Linked DNA regions of Mus musculus: region 2 is linked to region 1. The links are chromatin contacts, called in public Hi-C maps. All regions are on one chromosome and are shown on one strand. Each heading gives the region's core, a stretch centred on a gene start, on an enhancer-like site or on the middle of the called end of the contact. The rest is flanking DNA. Distances are from core to core; before and after follow the strand shown.

Region 1 (7,126 bases), core at 3,674-6,173:
TGTGCATGTACACACACATGTGCTTGTACATACATATCACAGAAGTCTACCTCTGTGCATGTGCACACACATGTACATGTACATACACATCACAGAAGTCTACCTCTGTGCATGTGCACACACATGTGCATTTACATGCATATCACAGAAGTCTACCTCTGTGCATGTGCACACACATGTACATGTACATACATATCACAGAAGTCTACCTCTATGCACGTGCACACACATGTACATGTACATACATATCTCACACACACTGGATTTTGTTATCTGATCCTGATTTTTTTTCTGTAATGTGCCATTTATTTTCCTGACCCAGACTGATAAGACAAATTAAAGTATTAGTCAAAAATAATAGTTGCAACAATTTGGTCATTAAAAGGCAATTGTCCCTAAATTAAATTGAAGTTATGGCTACAAAAATCATACTAGCTAAACTAAAATTAAAAATAATAAGTGGGCTCCAGGCTCTTGGCAGTGCCCCCCCACTTAGACGCGGGGCTTCTGAGCGGGTGGGGGAGAAGGAATTGTTGCCGGTGCGAGACCAGGCGGCCAGCGTCTGCAGGGATGAACCTCGAGTTGCTGGAGTCCTTTGGACAGAACTACCCAGAGGAAGCTGATGGGACTCTGGATTGCATCAGCGCGGCCCTGACCTGCACCTTTCACAGGTGGGGCACACTGCTTGCTGTTGGCTCTAACGATGGCCCAATTGTTATTTGGGATTTCTTGACAAGAGGCATTGCTAAAATAATTAGTGCACACATCCACCCAGTCTGCTCTTTGTGTTGGAGCCGAGATGGTCATAAGCTCGTGAGTGCTTCTACAGATAACATAGTGTCACAGCAGGATGTTCTTTCAGGAGACTGCGACCAGAGGTTTTGATTCCCTTCGCCCATCTTAAAAGTCCAATATCATCCTCGAGAGATAAGAACAAGGTTCTCGTGTGTCCCATGAAATCTGCTCCTGTCATGTTGACCCTTTCAGATTCCAAACATGTTGTTCTGCCGGTAGACGATGACTCAGATTTGAACATGGTGGCATCTTTTGATAGGCGAGGGGAATATATTTATACAGGAAATGCAAAAGGCAAGATCTTGGTCCTAAAAACAGACTCTCAGGATCTTGTTGCTTCCTTCAGAGTAACAACTGGGACCAGCAATACTACTGCCATTAAGTCAATTGAGCTTGCCCGGAAGGGGAGTTGCTTCCTCATTAACACAGTAGATCGAATAATAAGAGTCTATGACGGCAGAGAGATTTTAACGTGTGGAAGAGATGGAGAGCCAGAGCCTCTGCAGAAGCTGCAGGACTTGGTGAATAGGACTCCATGGAAAAAAAGTTCTTTCTCTGGGGATGGGGAGTACATAGTGGCGGGCTCTGCGAGGCAGCATGTGCTGTATATCTTGGAAAAGAGCATTGGCAACCTGGTGAAGATCTTACATGGGACCAGAGGGGAACTCCTGCTGGACGTAGCTTGGCATCCAGTCCGACCCATCATAGCTTCTATTTCTAGTGGAGTGGTGTCCATTTGGGCCCAAAATCAAGTAGAAAATTGGAGTGCATTTGCACCAGACCAGAATTTGATATTGAGGATGAAGATAAAAGTGGGCCTGAGCAAACACGGCTGATGCTGCTGCAGATGAGGAAGTGGATGACACCAGCGTGGATCCCATTGCTGCCTTCTGTAGCAGTGATGAAGAGCTGAAAGATTCAAAGGCTCTATTGTATTTACCCATTGCCCCTGAGGTAGAAGACCCTGAAGAAAACCCGTATGGCCCTCCACCGGATGCAGTCCCAAGCTCCTTGATTAATGAAGGGGCTAGTTCAGAGAAGAAGAGGCAGTCTTCAGCAGATGGGTCCCAGCCACCAAAGAAGAAACCTAAAACCACCAATATAAAGCTCCAAGAAGTGCCGAATGATGAAGTCCATCCACTACTGGGTGTGAAGGGGAATGGCATTTCCAAGAAGAAGCAAGCAGTACGGCCTAAGGGATCAAAAGCAGGAGGAGCCATCTCAGAACTGCTGTGAAGACCGCGGAACCCTTGGTTCTTCTCACTCTGTCATCGGGTAGCCTTTGGACAGCGTGGCCAATCATCTGAGATTGGCTTTAGTTGAAAACAAAGGCCTCTGCCTCCCACCCAGGAGGTGAAGGAGTGGATTTTTTGTTTGAATGAGGAAGTGAATTATGGAAGAAGAGCACACAGCCCTGCCTTCCTCTCAAGCAGAAGTCCAAACAGGCTCTCAGGAACGCGGATGCGTGAAGACGGCAGGAGGCTTGACCCACTTCAGCTTCACACCAGGTTGTGTTGCTGGTGAAGAGTGCCCGTGTTTTGTTCACCTAACTGTTGAAGTCCCATCTTTGGACATGTCATTTCCCATGTCCTGCTTGCCTTCCGTCCTCCATGCATGTCCTCGAGTGACTTGTTCTTCTCTGAAAATTTGCTACCAGCACCTAGGAAAACTGATGCATCTTCTGTTTCTTTCCATCATAACGTTCCCTCCCAGGCGCTTCCTGTAGCTCCATATTGTGTATAAAGGTTGGGCAGAGAAGCAAGTGCTCCAATGATTTCCAACTGGCAGGAAAGGAAGGAAGAACGAAGGCCCCTATCACGCTGGCTTACCATGCCCTGTGCTCAGGAGGCTGGGCTCTAGAGAGTCAGGGGTTCCCTTGCATTGCATGTTTTCCAGTATTAGATCTGTTTGAATAATCATGGCTTTTGGATATGATTAGTTTTATCCATCTCCAGCTAAGATTCATCAGTAGTTTGTGTATCACTTTACCTGTGTTGACTTCCAGAGTTAGAAACAAAGCAAGGTGTGTTTCTCCACGAGGTTCTTTTTTATGGATGTGGGGCACTATGCAAGGACTGACATGAGACACCCCCCCCCCCAAAATCAAAGCAACAGCAGCCCACTTCAAATCAAAGATGAGTTTCGTTCGTTAAATCCTTGCCTGTGGAGAACCTGTCCCCAGCAGCCATAGTTTGTCCTTTCCTGGAGCCACGCCCTTTTACTGTCTTCACTCACTTCCTTTCTGTGGAAGGTTGCTTAGCTTTTTACCCTTCTCTTTCTCACCTTGGCTCTCTCTGCATTTGCTGTTCTTTTAATAAAAATAGCAAATTGAAAAATAATAATAATAGTATCAAAAGATGGCCTAGTCAGCCATCACTGGAAAGAGAGGACCATTGGACTTGCAAACTTTATATGCCCCAGTACAGGGGAACGCCAGGGCCAAAAAATGGGAGTGGGTGGGTAGGGGAGTGGGGGGGGGGGGGGAGTATATTGGGGACTTTTTGGATAGCATTGGAAATGTAAATGAAGAAAATACCTAATAAAAAATTAATTCTAAAAATAATAATAAGTGTTCCAAATGCCCTAAACATCAAACATTCCATTTCATAGAATCTATGCACGTAACTACATACAGAGTGTGACTTTAGGGATGTCTGCTTCTTTAGGACCTACAGGTTTTGATTATTTTGTCAAACACACACACACACACACACACACACACACACACAATGACCCAGATGAGAGTGGACAATTGTAATATGATCCCAAGCCCTCTTTCTTACTGGTTAACACTGTTGGTTAGTTTTCTGTCACAAGCTACAGTCATCTGGGAAGAGGGAGGAAATGACCCCGTCAAATTGGCCTGTAGGCAAGTCTGTGCGATATTTATTGATTATTGGTTGGTGTAAGAGGGCCTGGCCCACTCTGGGTGGTACCACCCCTGGGCAGGTCCTGGCTTGTATAATAAAAATGCTGAGCAAGCACGGTTTCTCCACGGTATCTGCTCCAGTTCCTGCCTTGAGTTCTTGCCCTGGCTTTCTTCAATAATGCACTCTAGCCGTAAAGTGAAATGAACCCTTCACTCAGCCCCACACTTATCAGACCCTAGGAATGAGTTTTCCTAGCAGTGGAGGACACAGAGCAGTATTTGCCCTCCACATGTACAAATGGTGATGTTTGACCAACAAGCTGACCTGTGAGATGAAGGTCCCAGTGCGGGAAAGCCACACTGATGTGAAAGGACTCTATAAAGCTAACGGACTACACGTCTGTGAGTGTCTAGAGGAGCGATGGCAAGTCATAATCAGAATGACCTCGGGTTACCTTTGGTCCCTTTAATAAATATGTATAAAATATGTATTAATAAATATGCCCACCTCTGTATCCAACTTAGCATGTTTTCAACTATGAGGTAAAGCCTTCAGAATGGAGAGAAACTTCTGGCTTCCACCAACCTAAGCCTCAAGAACGTTATTAAATAGAATCTCAGCCCAGAGACAGACAGACAGACAGACAGACAGACAGAGAACCTGTAAGCTCCTATAACTCAGCTGTCTATTGTCCTCACCAACCTATTTGAAAAAAAATAATGATTTGATTTATGACTTTCTTTTGTTCTTCTGCTATCAAAATCCATGTAACTGTCTCCACAGGGGAGCCTGTTTCTCAAGGAGATCTGAACCTATGTTCCCAGATCACGGTGAGAGTACTTTGACCGTGTTTTTACAGTCCTTGGGTCCCAGAGGAGCTGAGCTTGCCCCTCCTACCTCGCAAAGCCACCTTCTGCCTTCCTCTCACTTTTTTCCTGTTAGCTCAGCAGGAAAGAGTAGAAATCAGCAGGTTTACAATTGTCTTTTCCAGGCTGAAAGTCTTATTAGCAAAATCTTAGCTTGAATCCAACTTTTTTAACTCATTCTCTCTGCATCATTTGCACTGAAATGAATTTTTAAAACAGACTGATCTAGGTGGGTGCACGGCAGGATGTTGCAGATTGCTAAGAAAGTCTGATGTCACGGTGGTATTTCAGAACTTACAAACAATTGCGCCTGAATGGGCTCAATTACATGAAAACATACCAATTGTTCCTGTGGTCCAGCCTCATTATCATGACATTCAAATACTCCAACAATCTGTCTTCCTTCACAAAAGCCGGAAGCCCATAAATGCTGCGACTTTTAAACCCTCGACAAATGCACTCTATCAAAGCAATTGTCACAACAAGTACAGAAATTAAATAGCTGAAGCAAATGCCACTAGACCACAATTGAGACCGTGACTTCTGTGCTCTGGGACATGCAGAGAAACTGTAATTAGTTTTGTAATCTTCCTATACCCATTCCAACCAATGGCGCCTTGGTTTTTAGTGTTGAGTCTCATTTCCACACAGTACTTAATGGTGAGGCTCAATGCTTACAAAGCTAAGGCATGGTACCTGAACAAGCCACCAATGGTGTGTGTGTGTGTGTGTGTGTGTGTGTGTGTGTGTGTGTGTGCACATACGTAGCATCAATCCCATGAACAGGTCCTCCCCATGACACATTTCATGCCTCTCCTCTTCCAGTCTCCTCAGAATTATTTCTGGTGAGATTTGACCCTCCTTTCATGTGCTGACCAGTTTTTATGTCAATTTAATACAAACTAAAGACATCTGGGAAGAGGGACCTTCAACTGAGAAAAAGCCCCTACCAGACTGGCCTGTGAGCAAACCAGAAAGCAGAGTTCCACCTTGGCCGCAGCTTCAGTTCCGACTTCCAGGTCCCTGCCTTGAGTTCCTGCCCTGGTGCCCATCTACAATGGATCTATACAGAAGTGTAAGCTGAAGTAAACCCTTTCCTTCCTAAGTTGCTTTTAGCCATGGTGTTTATCGCAGCAATAGAATCCCTAAGACAGGACCTGTCTTACTTAGGGTTTCATTGCTGTAAAGAGACACCATGAACAAGGCAACTAGTATAAAGAAAACCATTTAATTAGGGCTGGCTTACAGTTTCAGAGGTTTAGTTCATTCTCATCACAGTGGGAAACATGGCAGCGTCCAGGCAGACATGGTGCTGGAGGAACTGAGAGTTCTACATCTTCATCTGAAGGCAGCAGAAGGAGACTATGTGCCACACTTGACAGAGCTTGAGCATAGGAGACCTGCAAGCCTGCCCCCAACAATGGCACACTTCCTCCAACAAGACCACACCCACTCCAACAAGACCACACCCACTCCAACAAGACCACACCTACTAATAGTGCCACTCCCTATGGCCAAGCATTCAAACACTTGTCTATGGAGCCCATACCTATTCAAACTACCTCAGCCATAATGTTTATCACACCAACAGAAACCCTAAGACAGGTCCTGTTGCAAGACAAAACAAAATTATCTCCATCATTTCCCATGCTATGACTTTATTGAATAAATTGGTTTGGTTGCTTGGATGTAGATTTTCCTTTTTTTTTTTTTAAATTTTACTCCTTGGGTCATTTAGTAAACATTTTTTTATGTGCATGTGTGTATGTATGTGTGTGCATGCACACACATGCATGCGCCTCACTTTAGTAAGATCTAAAGCCACGAGACACAGAGCTGAGATGTGGAAGGAGCAAGAAGCAGTGGGGTTCGTCCCTCCCGTCCCTTCCTTCGCTCATTGGACTTACCTGCAGTGCTGCTCTGAGCCACCAAGTCCTGGGGTCTCCTGGCACTTTCCACTCAAGTTAGAAGACTCACACTGACCAAGGACTTAGAGGTGATGACATGGTGGAGACCATCAACAAGAACAGTCTGTCCATTGCAACAGAAGCACATGAGAACAGAAGACAGGAGACCCCCAGACTGCTAAAAGCTGGACCTGGGGCAGAATATGAGTGAGCGGCTATTACCAACGTGCTCATGGCTATGGCCATGAGTCGGTGAAGCAGCCCAATAGCTCCACAGTCTCGCTGCCCCAAATATGCCTGTCAGCACCAATCTTGTTAAACATGTCCTCTCATGACACACAGCATATCAAGGATGGCCTTTGACATTGCTGACATTTGAAAACTATGTGTGCCCCAATAATTTGCAATAATGCATGGAATTGGCCTGTGGTATAGCTTAATAATAGTGTTCACCTAGCATTCACAAGGCCCTGGGTTCAATCCCCAGCACCCTTCCTCCCAAGAGAAAATTGCTTTTGTTAGTTCTTTTGTCAACTTGACACAAGCTTGAGTCACCAGGAAACCTCAGGTGAGGAACTGCCTCCATCAGACTGACCAGCAGGCAAGACTGTAGGGGATTTTCTTGATTAATGATTGGGGTGAGAGACCTCAGGCCACTGTGGGTGGTGCCACCCCCTGGACAGTGATC
Region 2 (7,206 bases), core at 2,246-4,745, 380 kb before region 1:
TTCATTTGACGGAGTCCAACTAAAATAATCTTTTCTTTCAGGATTTATGCTACTGGTATTATACTTCGGTGTAAAGTCTAAAAAGAACCATCCCAAACTCAGGACCATCTAGATTTTCTCCAATGTCCAGAGGTTTTTAGACTTTTAGTCTACATTTAGGTTAATCGCTTTACTTGAATTGATCTTATGAAGAGCAGGACATCTTTATCTTGGTTGTGGTTTTCGTATGAATATGCAACTATTGTATTAAAATGGAGATCAACTGGGCATAGTTCTATGTGTCTCTTTCTGGGCACTCTGTCCCAGGACACTACACTATGTGACTGCTGTAGCTGTCTGGTTAGTTCTCCAGGATTGTCTTGGCTTCTTCTGGATCCTTTGTCAGTATAAATTTAGGTTCAGTTTGTCAAGGTCATGAGATTTCCTGATAAAATTTTGACTGAGACTAAATTAATTTCATAAATCAAATTTAAAAGCACTGATATCTTGACAGCAGTCATCTTTTCTGTGCAGGGACATGGAATAGTTTTCCTTATATAGCTCTTATATATTCCAAGTTATATTTATACCTGGTATTATACTTTAGCACTAATATAAGTGGCATTATGTCTGGAATTTCAAATAGCAACTGTTCATTGCTATTATAGAGAGAAGGACTGACTTTTACATGTGAACCCTGGATCCTGCCTCACTCATTTGTTCACTGGTTAGGAGTGTCATGTACCCATCCCCCACCCACCCATCATCACTCATTTGTTCAGCCTTTCCACATATATTATCATGTCATCTGCAAAGACGGATAATTCTCTTTCTTCCTTCAAAATCTATATGTGCTTTATCTCCTCTTGTCCTAGGGCCTTAGCTAGGACTTCCAGAACGCTGTTGAATTTAAGTGGGTATGAGTCAGGTATCCTGGTGTGCTCCTACAGTCCTGGGAATCAGGAGACGAAGGGAGAGGGATTGGGATTCATTGCCAACTTGGGCTACATAGTGGTTCAAGTCCCAACTAGACTATTTAGCAAAATCCTGATTTCAGTACGAATATTAATGCTGATGAGAAGGGATATTCTTGTAATGCTCCTGATCCCGAGCTGGCAAGTTTTATCTCCATTAGATACAACGCTCAGCTATAGGGTTTTTATTTGTGTTCTTTGTCAACTTAGAAGTCTCCTTTTTTTTTCTGATTTTAATCACGTTTATTCAGGAATGAGTCTTGGATCAAATGGATTTTTGCATTCGTTTTTTGGATCTTATGTTGATCGGGTAAATTTCACAAATTCATTTTGGAATATTAAACCAGTGTTTTGTACCTGGAATAAATCCTACCTGTCCCTCAGGTAGGATTCACTTTACTTAGTGTTTGACTCTATTTGCTAATGTTTGATGAGGAGTTTATGCATTTGCATTTGTGAGAGGCAAATAGTGACCTGTGGCTTTTCTTCCCTGTGATGTCGTTGTGTAGTTTTGGTATGAGGGTGTGGCCTAGGATGAGTCTGAAGCCTTCCCTCTGCCTGTCTCCTGGAAACAGCTGGAGGTGACTGACAGCATTCGTTCCTTAAATGTTTGGCAAAATGATCCCTGCTCTGGGACAGTGTCAATCATGGAATCAATCTCCTTTGGAGCCTCAGAGCCATGTCATTTTCACAATTCTACTGGGTGGGAGTCTGGGGGGGTCGTTTTCAGCATCCCAAGTCTTGGAGCAAAGGGAGGTATCTGGTGAGGAGGGCTTAAGGGCTTTTCTAAGATTGGGTATCTAGACAGAACCAGCCAATGGCAAGATAGCGTAGGATCTTCTTCCCTAGTCAGGCGTAGAGGAACTAACGCCAGTATGGGGCCCTGACCTGGCCCATGCCTGAACCAGTGCCCTAAGACCTGCTTACCCTGGTTCCTGCTGTGGGCGCCAGCCCCACGGCAGCCATGTAAGTGCTCCCAATGGTCTTAATCTTCTCCAGGTCCTTATAGAAGTCCTTGTCCATGAGCTTTGTTTAAAACACAAGAAAACTGTTAATATCACGAGATGTCATATAGCCAACATCCACTAGGGGGCAACAGAGGAGGTGGCCATCAAATTGTGCACAACAGCTCCTCTGGTCTGTTTTGGGTCTGTCACTCTGCATGAAAGAGGCATCCAGGAAGTACAGCAAGATACAACCCCTGTCTCTGAAGCCAAGCTCACTGTCACCAAGGAAAGAGGCTCCAGGGCTGGGGCAAACACAGTGCCTGGCTGGGGAAGGTCCAAGAAGTTCCTACCTGCCCTCCAAGAGTGAACGCTACCCAGCCCTTTGCCCTCTCCTAGAGCCAAGATGCTCTGTCCTGGACCCTACTGGAGACACAGTGGACACAGCAGGATTTGGGTCCATGGAAGGTCATCCTTGCTACCCTGTGAGTGGATGCTGCAGCCTCACCTCATCAAAGTCGGCAATGATCTCGTTGAGGAGCCGCAGACACTCAACACCCATGTTGTTGCCATCCAGTTCTATGTAGAAGTCATTGAAGTTGGGGATGGAGGCAAACATGACGCCCACCTGGGAGTAGGACTGGTAGTAGAGGTCCTGCAAAGGCAGGAGGGGTCAGAACCACCGTGCAGTGCCAGATACGGCCAACCAACAAGAGCAGCTTTGGAAAGCCAAGCCATAGGGGAACCAACAAGCCAGGCCATAGGAGACAGGCCATAGGGGCCCAGTTGGTTCCACAGGTAATGCTGTGGGAATGCTGTGAGCTCCAGGTTGTACAGGGCACTGAATGGGCAAATCCTGGGTGGTCAGCTTTGTCCTTTTGAGCCTCCTAGGGGAAGAATAGCAGGGAAGAGGGCAGGGCTTATGAAAGCTGCACATTTCCTGGTTCTAAGGCTCAGCTGATTGTACAGAAACCACAGCAGCTGCTTCCGGCTGGAGGAGCTTAAGGCTGAACCCCCAGGCTTTGTCCCTTCCCCTAGAACTATAGAAGCCAGCCTGGACTTTTTTACTTTTCAGCTTGGCCTTTGTACGCATCTCCCTTATGCTGTGCTGGTGGCCATAGCAACTGCAGCAGGCAGGGCTGTGAGGAGCTCTGGCCAAACATTCCATGCAGAGGAGGGAAAGCGAATCCCCACATTTCAAGCAGACATAGCAACGGATAGTCAGACACATGAGCATGCTCTCCTTTTTCAGCACCTATTGACCCCACATTAGGGAAGCCATTTGAAATAATCCAGTCTTGAAAACGAATTTCTCCTCTCTGCATTTTGTTATGAACACTGCAGGCCAGCCCACGACGGAATGGAAGGGAGGGGAAAGAAATGCATACCTGCCAACCTAATTTCCCCAGAGTTTCCTGGTAGACCAGAAGTTATCCATTCCAGGGGAGCTGATAGCATGGCCAGGCAGAGCCGAGCAGCTAAATCAGGGCTTGCTAAAGGCCACAGGCAAAGCAGAAGGACACAGAGTGGGCCACACTGAGCTGCATTCCAGTGGCAGACCTGGAAGTCCTGCCAGCCAGCAGGCCCCATGGAGCCCTGGCACTCACTCACCATGTTCCGGGGATTGGACATGAGGAAGTGCTGTGCGACGTGAGCTGGCAGGAGATTGAAGAGGATCCTCTTGTTGTCCAGCTTGACTCTCTCCATGTCATCCCGTTCCTCCTCCGCCTGGGGGTCAGAGGTCATGAATCTCAACCCTCATGCTGCTCTCACCCTCCCACCATGACACCTTGATACAGGAAAGAACGGGAGTGATAAATTAATGATAAAGCATCTACCAATAAGCTTGCTTAGGGAATACTGAAGCACACAAAGTAGACTGTAGCTGAAGAAGCCCTACCTCTTATTCCCCTAGAAGTTGAGCACCACCCTAGGCAGGCTTGCTAGGAACGGCAGGAAACATCGTGTGCCTCTAACATAACTGAACTTCAGGCTTTCTGGGAATACATTCCTGCTAGGGTTTAGTTCACTAAGATTGTGGCCAACTAAGACCTATCTCCATATCAAAGAACACACCTCTACCCTGGCTCTATCACCAAGGAGAGCATACATCTGCCAGGCAGGATGACCTGGGGTAACAACTACTGGAAAGGAACAGCATTGCTCTACATTAAAAGTAACTGCGATCAGACTTGAAGTTTTCTGTCTCTGCTTAATTGCTCAAAGTGTAACTTTATATGTGGAATGTTGAAGCCTATGACCTATATAAGCTGTTAAAAGTTTCATGGCTGGTTTCTCGTTGGGTGTTAGCCAGAGCAGGATGTATGCTATTAAAGAGCTTTTTCCTTATTCTCTGAGTGTCTGGAGTAAATTCTCATGGGAGTGGAGTGGGAAAGGGGGGTGTAGCATGCTGCTTCAATGTCAAGGATCATCCATGCGGGGCTCTAGATGCATGGATGGTCCACATGAATACACTTCATCTTTCATACCAGACACAAAGACCAGAGCCTTAATGCAGGGTTGAGGGACTCACTACCCCACCATTGCAATTTTCAGTGTTTGAGAATGGTTCCCCATTTCCAGGGTCTAATTCCCCAGATCCCATCTCATAAATATCTCTTAGGAACCTATGTGGCCACCCCAGACTGCACCAGACCCAGACAGCCCTCTGATCGACCTTTCCCAGAACTTCTGTTGCCTCCACAAGAATTTGAATCCCACTGGCACTGAGACCAGAATGCTGGGCTGGGGTGGATCTAGGAGCACACACTCTCTGAACCACAAGCAGAAGATGAAGCCCTAAGAAGTGGACAAAAGGATGGCAGGAATAGCCAGTCCTAGCCTGCTTACCACGAACTATGGCCCTATAGTGCTAAGAAAAAAGTGTCAGGGCTGGCTCCATGTATGGGCCACCATGAGCCTTAAGGGATGCTGTCAGTGGGGTCTAGTGGCATATCATATGCCATAGTTTTCAGACGCAGAAGGTATCGCTGCTACAAAACTTAACCATTGCCAGGCAGGGTGGTGGTGCACATCTTTAATCCCAGCACTTAGGAGGCAGAGGCAGGCGGATCTATGAGTTTGAGGCCAGCCTTGTCTACAGAGCTAGTTCTAGGACAGCTAGGGCTACAAAGAGAAATCCTATCTTGAAAAACAAAAACAAAAAGCAAACAAAAAACTTGACTCTCTAAAGGATTTGGCTTGAGAAACGGTCTAGGTGTGTGTTGTTACCATTTATGAAACTGGTGTGGCAGAAATGCCACCATAGTGCTTTTGATGCTTGTGGCCTGCCATAGAAGACATCTGTCCTTTGGTGGGCAGTGATACACAGGACAGGGCAGACACATCTCCGTGCTATAGCATCTTGTCATCCATCGTTAGAGGCACTGTTCCTAGAGCTGTATTTTCAAAGGCTTTGGGGAGGGTTACCCTACTCTCTCTAGAGTTTATTTACCAGTTACACAGTTAGATTTCCTGGCATGATACCAAGAAGCAGTGATTCTAAGGAGCAATGTGAAGAGAGAGGGCGCAATCTAAGAGGTGTGGTGAGGAGCAGGGAGCACGGTGTGAAAGTCCAAGCTGGGTGCAGGAGCCCAAAGTGATTAAAAAACAAAAACAAAGCAAAACCAAAACCAGTGAATTAGCGTACTCCAATAGAAAGGGTTAGGTTGTAGTGTATAGAGACACAAGAAAGACACGCTTGGGCTTCAGACTCCAGGTCTAACCAGAAGGGACACTGGCCACCACTGCCCGGACAGACTGGAGCCAGCTCTGCAAACAACAGGACATGGCCACTGACAATTCTGAAGGGGGCTCAGGGTCCATGACCTCTGCTGGAAAGAGAACAACATCAGAGAGTTGGGCACACTTCTGCCCTGAGGGTGGCTCTCTGGCAGCAGGTTTCCCATAGGGTAAGTCTGTCACTTGCTTAGATGTCTCACAGGCCAGTAGCCCCTGACTTCTGGCCTCAATCTTTTTATCCCCCATTCCCATCAACATGACATTGTAAACATCCTCCTCATCGTGGAAAATGTATCACTGATTATATTTAACATGCTACATACTAATTACCCCAAAGGAAAGCTTTTAAAGGGTAAGATTAAGAGGAAAGACATATTTAAAAAACAGCTTGGTTGTATTAATGGCACAACAATATTTATCCTCCCCCAAATAATTATTGTCACTATCAATAATGCTTCAATAAAAACAACATAATTGAATATCCTTTGCTTAAAAAATAAAACACCCTTTAACAGTCTGTGACTTACAGGAGAGGGGATAGTAAAACACAGAATAGGAAAACAGAGGGGCCAGTACTGGAGTTGGAAAGAGGATGGACGCACGGAGAGGGGTGGAGGATGGGCCAATGCAGCGTCTGCAAAGGTTTAACCAAAACAAATGGCAAGTGGATGATCTATACCAAAACCTATGATCCCACAACCCAAGGGATAGGTTCAATCAGAGGTGACAGAAGCAGACCATGAAAGGAGATGGGGAACTCCACAGGCTAAAGGTTTAAGTGTGGGTAGGAGATGGAGAGACGGGGGTTATTAGTTGTTTTGTTTTATTTTTGAGACAGGGTCTCTCTATATAGTCCTGGCTGTCCTGGAGCTCACCATGTAGGCCAGAATGGCCTTAAACTCTCAGAGATCCGCCTAGCACTGCCTCCCAAGTGCTGGGATTAAAAGTATGCACCACTACACCCAGCCTGACACAAGAGTGTAAGATATGTTTTCAAAGAGAAGTCAAAACTTCCTTTATGGTTAATGATTAATACACTTGTGCACATACATGAAACTTCTAAAGACTAAAAACAGGATTTAAAACATCGAACTAAAATGAAAACTACTCCTGGCTTAGCGCTGCATTAAAAGATTTTGTTCTGGGGTCTGCTTGTACCAGCTTTTGGATTTAGGGACTGCTGGGGTCTTTGTCCTTCCCACATTAACACGTGTTAATAACTCCATAATAATAACTTTATTTTTATAAAGCAATCAGGAGTCGGCTTATGACATTTTTAACAAGATGAAAATCCACTGAAATTCTCTTAAGATTTTCCAGTCAGGAAACTCTGATTTTTAAGGAATAGCTTACTGGGTGAAACATTATTCTTGTCAGCAAGGTCACAGGAGAATCACACTGAATTGTTCCTGAACTGTGCTCTCAGCACTTCTTCAGAAGGCATCCCCTCCCTACTCGTGTGTGTTACACTTTAGAATTTATTGACCAGGCACATCTACCAACCACGATGTAGCATTTCCAAGGAGGTCAGATCTGGTGTGCTTGTAATTTTGGATAAAGAACAAAAC

What was found. A called contact is a pair of places that touch in the nucleus more often than the background predicts.
Region 2: a contact with region 1 is called in a Hi-C map of uterus. The contact joins two enhancer-like sites. A contact is called at or near these places in 4 of 15 datasets of contacts at CTCF or cohesin (the NIH/3T3 cell line, embryonic stem cells and stem cell-derived epiblast-like cells), 13 of 484 Hi-C or Micro-C datasets (the HL-1 cell line, cerebral cortex, cortical neurons and 4 more), 6 of 115 datasets of contacts at active chromatin or transcription factors (embryonic stem cells and kidney) and 2 of 9 other capture datasets (embryonic stem cells and pancreatic islet).

The regions. Positions count from the first base shown.
Region 1 is chr11:6,776,583-6,783,708 of GRCm38.p6, reverse strand. It overlaps the pseudogene Gm11977. Among named protein-coding and RNA genes, the nearest start is that of Gm11981, 60 kb to the right of the region's middle. Within about 2 kb of position 4,923, at least 9 of the 459 cell types and tissues checked have an H3K27ac peak or open chromatin away from gene starts, as enhancers often do. A contact at or near this core is called in uterus, where this site is marked.
Region 2 is chr11:7,156,625-7,163,830 of GRCm38.p6, reverse strand. It overlaps Adcy1 (adenylate cyclase 1), which reads right to left. Exons shown (of 20, transcript NM_009622.2): 15 at 3,509-3,625; 16 at 2,406-2,552; 17 at 1,881-1,979. Among named protein-coding and RNA genes, the nearest start is that of Ccdc201, 28 kb to the left of the region's middle. Within about 2 kb of position 3,495, at least 71 of the 459 cell types and tissues checked have an H3K27ac peak or open chromatin away from gene starts, as enhancers often do. A contact at or near this core is called in uterus, where this site is marked.